Regions from separate parts of the Hordeum vulgare genome. Here region 2 is linked to region 1. The links are chromatin contacts, called in public Hi-C maps. All regions are on one chromosome and are shown on one strand. Each heading gives the region's core, a stretch centred on a gene start, on an enhancer-like site or on the middle of the called end of the contact. The rest is flanking DNA. Distances are from core to core; before and after follow the strand shown. Region 1 overlaps LOC123452410 (flowering time control protein FPA). Region 2 holds the start of LOC123453061 (protein PHR1-LIKE 2-like).

Evidence for each region. Hi-C and Micro-C count contacts between places; a contact is called where the count stands out from the background.
Region 2: a contact with region 1 is called in a Hi-C map of seedling, with 4 times the contacts expected there. The contact joins the promoter of LOC123453061 here to the enhancer-like site in region 1. A contact is called at or near these places in 2 of 6 Hi-C or Micro-C datasets (leaf and seedling) and 1 of 1 datasets of contacts at active chromatin or transcription factors (embryo).

The regions. Positions count from the first base shown.
Region 1 is chr5H:381,376,373-381,379,385 of MorexV3_pseudomolecules_assembly, forward strand. LOC123452410 (flowering time control protein FPA) reads right to left here. Exons shown (of 6, transcript XM_045129060.1): 6 at 1,157-1,835. Among protein-coding and RNA genes, the nearest start is that of LOC123452410, 14 kb to the right of the region's middle. Within about 2 kb of position 1,544, at least 1 of the 3 cell types and tissues checked has open chromatin away from gene starts, as enhancers often do. A contact at or near this core is called in seedling, where this site is marked.
Region 2 is chr5H:381,697,319-381,700,331 of MorexV3_pseudomolecules_assembly, forward strand. It overlaps LOC123453061 (protein PHR1-LIKE 2-like), which reads left to right and starts at 1,538. Exons shown (of 7, transcript XM_045129825.1): 1 at 1,538-1,853; 2 at 1,928-2,296. The coding sequence starts at 2,119.

The sequences.
Region 1 (3,013 bases), core at 294-2,793:
AAATCAGTATAATACTCCTTAAAAATTAGTACATAATCACTTCAAAAATACTCCCCGTACCATAATATAAAAGTTTTTTTTATATTAATATAATATCAAAAACAATCTTATATTATGAGACAGAGGGAGTAGTATTTATCTCTTTAGGAAAATTTTGCCGTACATACTAGTTTTGAAAATAGTAGCTATGGGTAAAGGTGTTTTGGCTCCTGGGTGCATTTGCATCAGATAAACAGTAACACGAAAAGTAATAATAAATGTTTTTAAAAAAATCTGATTTTTTATACATATTCGTGTTACTGTCTCAACAATGCTTGACAATTTTCATGTGAAACGAAGCAATGATGTTTCGTCGATGAAAAAAATAAATTTAGGTGTGACATTTTGGGGTAACACTTGATGTTTAATTTGTTTATTCTGCAAAGGCCAAAATGTTTAACTTTTTGCCTAAAAAATTCAGGTAGCATATTCATTAACCATATTGTGCAGACGGTGTGGTCTTTGTAAGTCTGGGAATGATTTTAGAGCGACAGCATCTTGATTCAGCATCTTGACGGGTGCTGGTAAACAAAGCATCTTGTCGCCCGCACTCACAACAAGAGAAGAGAAGACTCGTCCGTACGGGGCTGTCTTGCTTTCGCTAAACAAGGCATGATGATTCAAATCAAATAGGTAAAAGATCAAAGCGCTAAAAGTGCATCGTTGGGCTTGGGACCATGCCATGCCGCATCCAACTCCGAGCTCTGACGGCTGACGCCCTGAGAACTTTTTGCAAGCCATGCTCTTTAGCAGACAGACAATGTGACAAGGCTGATGAATTCCAAGGCACAAATCTGAGGGGATCACTTTCTCACGGTATCGTTGAGCACATGAACAATTTGCTACTCCTGCCGTCCAAAAATAAGTGTCGCAAAATTTGTACTAGGTTAGTATAAATTTTATACTATTTTGGGACGGAGAGAGTACTTAACAGATTCAGTATTCAGGTTAACTATGTATCAGTTCCATGTTTGGCAAACGGAACACACTGCAAGGAAAACGGGTTATGCTCGATGATAGCCCGTTCTTAACCTGAATACCTCGCACTTCTTAACCGCAGTTCCCAAAAAGAAATGCACATGATGCTTTGTCCCACAGAGAAATGTAAGACGAGGAATCCAAAATAACATCACACTACACTTGTAATCTTGGAAGGCATGAGCAATCCATATTAAAACAACAGGAAACCTTCATCTCACTAGTTCGTTACTAAAAACAGGAAAAAAAAAAGGTAAATCAAAGCAATGCAGCAAATATGACAGGCCAGGGCTAGGAGTGAACTTCAACACTGGTAATAGAAGCCGTTTAAACATCTGGAACTAAATAAAATTAGTGTATACATATATCCAGTTAAAGGGTGTCAAACAGGCTAAAGGATGGCCTGAGCCGGATTAGCTCCTTCGCTTTGCGGCATGTCCGCCTTTGTTTTATTTTTAGGCCTTGTTGAGCTGTGTCATCAGCAGAACCCTCCCTTGTTGAGCTGTGCCATCAGCAGAACCCTCCCGTACTTGTGTTGTGTTGTGTGCGTTTGGTTTGAACCTTGTGGGGCTGTGGTGGTTTGATTTATCTATAAAGCAGGGCGGAAGCCTTTTTCGGTAAAGGAGAAGCATACAAACATTCTAGAGTTAGGTCTGTCACTTTAGCGAAGGATAAAAGGATGGATTCAGACAGCAACTAACAGCCCTCAATTGGTACAACAAAAATGAGGTGCTGGTAAACAAAGATCCCAACGGCAGTTTGGGGCTATTTTGCAGGATGACGCCATATGATCCTTGTGCACCAACATTAGAAATGACCTGCCACCAAAGTCCAAAGGTAAATGAAACAGTGGCGATTGCTGTGAGTACAATCAATTTTCACTTACTAATGTTAAACAAAATGCCGAGAATGTAGAGGTTTAGAACATGGGAATTAACAGTATTTTTACTCTTTAGCATGTGAGCTCTTTTAGCACGAGGATCGGTGACCTGGTCAACTCTTCTACATTTACAGAAGAGTCAATTACATCACCGGTGCTAGAACTTGGCGTGAAAAGTAAGTTTAGTGCTAAAACTTGCGGCATACATTGAACCGGTGTTACAACTTGACTTAAGTGCACATATACGGTGCAAAACGTGTCTGTATACGAGCTGCTTAGGCGTGCCAGCGTAGCGTGGGGTCCGCTGTCAGCTACCAAACAAGAGAGGCAGTTCGTGTGGCCTTTTTTTTGCGGTAAAATACTCAGGATTTTCTTTTTCTCACAAAAAGCCCTTCCATGGGTCTTGAATTATTATTTTCGCATGAGCCCCTGGAGCGGGTCGGTCTATGAATAATGTGTCGGCTGGGATTAGATGCCGAGACCTGTGAGTTGCAGGTGCAACACCCAACCAACACAGTAGGCTAAATTCTTTGCTTTAAGTTACTTTTACCAACAATTCTTTGCTTTAAGTGGTTACGTGAACTATATATCCTGTAAATATTTAGCAGGCTTGAGTTTCTAAGGCCCATTTTTCATTGTTATTTTTTTTAACTTTTATAAAGTATCTGTAAAATGTAACCGTGTGTTATTAATAAATTAAATTTCAAAATAAAATGAACAATTTTATATACTACATAAATATTTTATTAAAATCATGAAAATTTAGAACTTATATTAGAATTTATTTTCATATGTAAAAAATATGAAATTACTTTGATATTTTTGTTGGATACGTAAATTATTAGGTGTTGTTAATTTAATTATGTGGATAATTTTCCTAAAAACATGTAAATATTTTATGATGTAATATTATACATATATATTATTTATAAGTTATAAAATAAGATTATAGTTTTTATATATATTATAAAATTTTGGAAAAAATAACGCTACTGGATGGGGTGGTACACACGTGCAACTGATGACTACATGTCGCTGGTTTGAATCCCAGCCAACTATTTTTACATTATATAATATATGTATCTTAAAGATAAACTCTTTTATTCGCAAAAAAAA
Region 2 (3,013 bases), core at 288-2,787, 320 kb after region 1:
TGGATTCAAATACTTAAAAATAAGTATCTAAATTCAAAAACTCTAGCTCAGGTTACAGTTAGACCAGATGATTCACCTTTCTGGAAAGGGTTAATGAAGATTAAGGTTAATTACTTCCAGAGGGTGAAATTTATAGTAGGGGATGGTGCCTCCACAAGATTTTGGGAAGATACTTAGCTTGGAGACACACCGCTAGCACTTCTATATCCCATGCTTTACAATATTACACAACGTAAACAGGACTATGTGTCCACAGTGTTACAATCGGTATCTCTTAATATGCACTTCACGCGAGCTTTAGTAGGAGCACGTTGGGAGGCATGGCTGCATCTGGTAATAAGAATTATGCAGGTACAATTATCTGACCAACGAGATAATGTTCGTTGGATTTTATCTATGAATGGCGTATTCTCAGTAAAGTCCATGTATACGGATCTGATTAATACATGACCCTTACTTAGATCAGTCCATATTTGGAATATCAAAGTACCGCTAAGGATTAAAATTTTCATGTATTTTTTGCACAAAGGTGTGGTATTAACCAAAGATAACCTAATTAAACGTAGTTGGAGAGGCAGATCTAATTGTTGTTTCTGTGATCATCATGAAACAATAAGACACTTGTTCTTGGATTACCCTCTTGCAAAACTACTTTGGCGCACTATTCATATAGCTTTTAATGTGATCCCACCTACATGCATCAGTTCTGTATTTACAATGTGGCTCAATGGAGTGGACGTTAGAATTTCTAAACTTATCAGAAATGGGATATGTACTCTATTTTGGACTATATGGAATACCAGGAATGACTTGATCTTTAATGACAACAAATTCAATAACTTTTTGCAGGTCATATTCAGAGCAACTTCTTGGATCCGTACATGGTCATTACTCAGTCATGTGGACTCGAGGAAGCTTATGGATACTGGGTGCAACCGATGGGAGATGGCCGCACGGGTTATCTTCAACCGGTTTGGATGACGTGTTAGTAATAGACTAGGTGTATAGACATCATAGTCTATTATTACTTACGCCGGATGTGGTAGTTTTGTTTTTAAGAGATTGTTTATTTTTAGTTCATTTTTTCATTGCGAGTCGCAGACTTATCTAGACATATGATGTTACTTTTAATTTTTAAATAATATGACTGCATGCATCGATTAATGCAAAGGTCCGGGATCATTCCTCCTTTTCCAAAAAGAAAAAAGTAAAGATGCCCCTTTTATGTTTCTCTCTTTGCATCCGAACGCGTTAATCAGCAACCTGTCACTACATCAACTGACCACCGGCTGTTCCACAAGTAGCTAGAAATGAAATTCACTTTCCAGGATTGGATTTCCGGGCGCGGAAGCGGAAGCGCGCATGACGTCCGGGCGCAGACACGAGCATGTGCGGGGCTGGATTTTTATTTGCACGCATCACAGCATAAGTGGGAAAAAAATAAATAAACAAATGGAGCAGAGGCAGCCAGTGGTCTGTTTGGTCCTCGCATGAGCAGAGCTAGCTAGCGTCCATCCACTAGCTTTTACTTTAAGGAAACGGAAAACCCGAGTAGTACACTAAACAAAACCCAGTTGCCAATTTGCCCTCCCTTCACCAAACACGCACAGCGACAGATCGAGAAGCCAGAGCCGGAGCTGCTGGAAATTCAATGCGCCAATCATTGCGTCCCAGAAGCACCAGCACCAGCAACCAGGGACTCATCATCCGTTCTTCTCCTGGCAGTAAATGAGCAGCAGCAGTTCTTCACCTGGACCTGGAGTAGTAGTAGTGGAGTAGTATTATTTCTCTTTGGAACTTCGGTTGAATTGGTGAAGAAGAGATGATATTGGCGAGATAATTTAGCGCCGGAAGTAAGTTGGATGTGTTATTGTACGAACAGTAGAAAATGAGATTGATCTGCGCTAATCACCATTGTTATGTGCAGGAGGGCTTCACAGATCACTGGTAAGAGAGAGAGGGGAACCACCGCAGGAAAAAGGCCGCAGAAGAGAAGGGGGAAACAGGAGAGAGAAAGGCGAGCAACTTTTTGTTGGATCCTTCGCTTTTGGGGACGAAGGAGGAGAAGGTCTCTCTCTCTCTGTCCCTCTCCACCTCCCTTCTTGGTCGGAGGAGGAGATGTTCCCCCCTGGCCTGATCCACCACCGCGCGGACGGCCCGGGGCCCGGCGAGGTGCCGCGCTCCGGCGGCGCCCCCAGCCTCGTGCTCACGGCTGACCCCAAGCCCCGCCTCCGCTGGACGGCCGACCTCCACGAGCGCTTCGTCGACGCCGTCGCCCAGCTCGGCGGGCCCGAGAGTGAGATAGACGCTCCCCCCCTTCCCCTCCCTCTCCCCCATTTCCCTCCGCCCTCCGGTTCGTCAGGCATCGCCATTGGAGGGGCAATGCGTGCTTGCTGGGTGGGGGTTCTCTTTCTTGGTTGGTGCGACCGCGCGCTTTCACCCGAGCTACTTGCTGGCTTGGGAGCGAGGATTTGAGCCATTGGGGGTGTCTGCGCTCAAGTTTTAGGAAAGTCTGGATCAAAGTTTGGGTCTTTCTTTACCTGGACCAACAACACTTCACTGAAATGCGCGCTGTTGGACGAGCAGCGGTGCATTTGCGCTTAGGATTCAGCACGCCCTTGGATTTGATATTTTTGGTCTACTCATGCCAGATTTTGCTTTGCTTTTGAGCTGGGAAGAGATGTGTCCTGCGTTGCGAGGGCTATGTGGTTGGTCTTACTTAGTACAGTTTGAGGCTTTTGCTTCAGATGAAAAGGTCATTTTGTCTGATCTTGGATTCCAGCACGTTGGAGGAACCAGAGAATTTGTTTGATTATACTCTCTAGAGAGAAATGTCGATAATCCATTGAACAAGGAAAAAAAGTTTCTGCACACTCAGGTGCTTGTTTATTGGGGATGTAAGGATCGTAGGCGAAACAGGGCAAATTTTATTTTTCCTTAACGACGTCTGGAGTTATGGTCGTTATTTCAGTTTATTTGTGCTCGGAAAAGGTCATATTTGTTGCTTGCATCA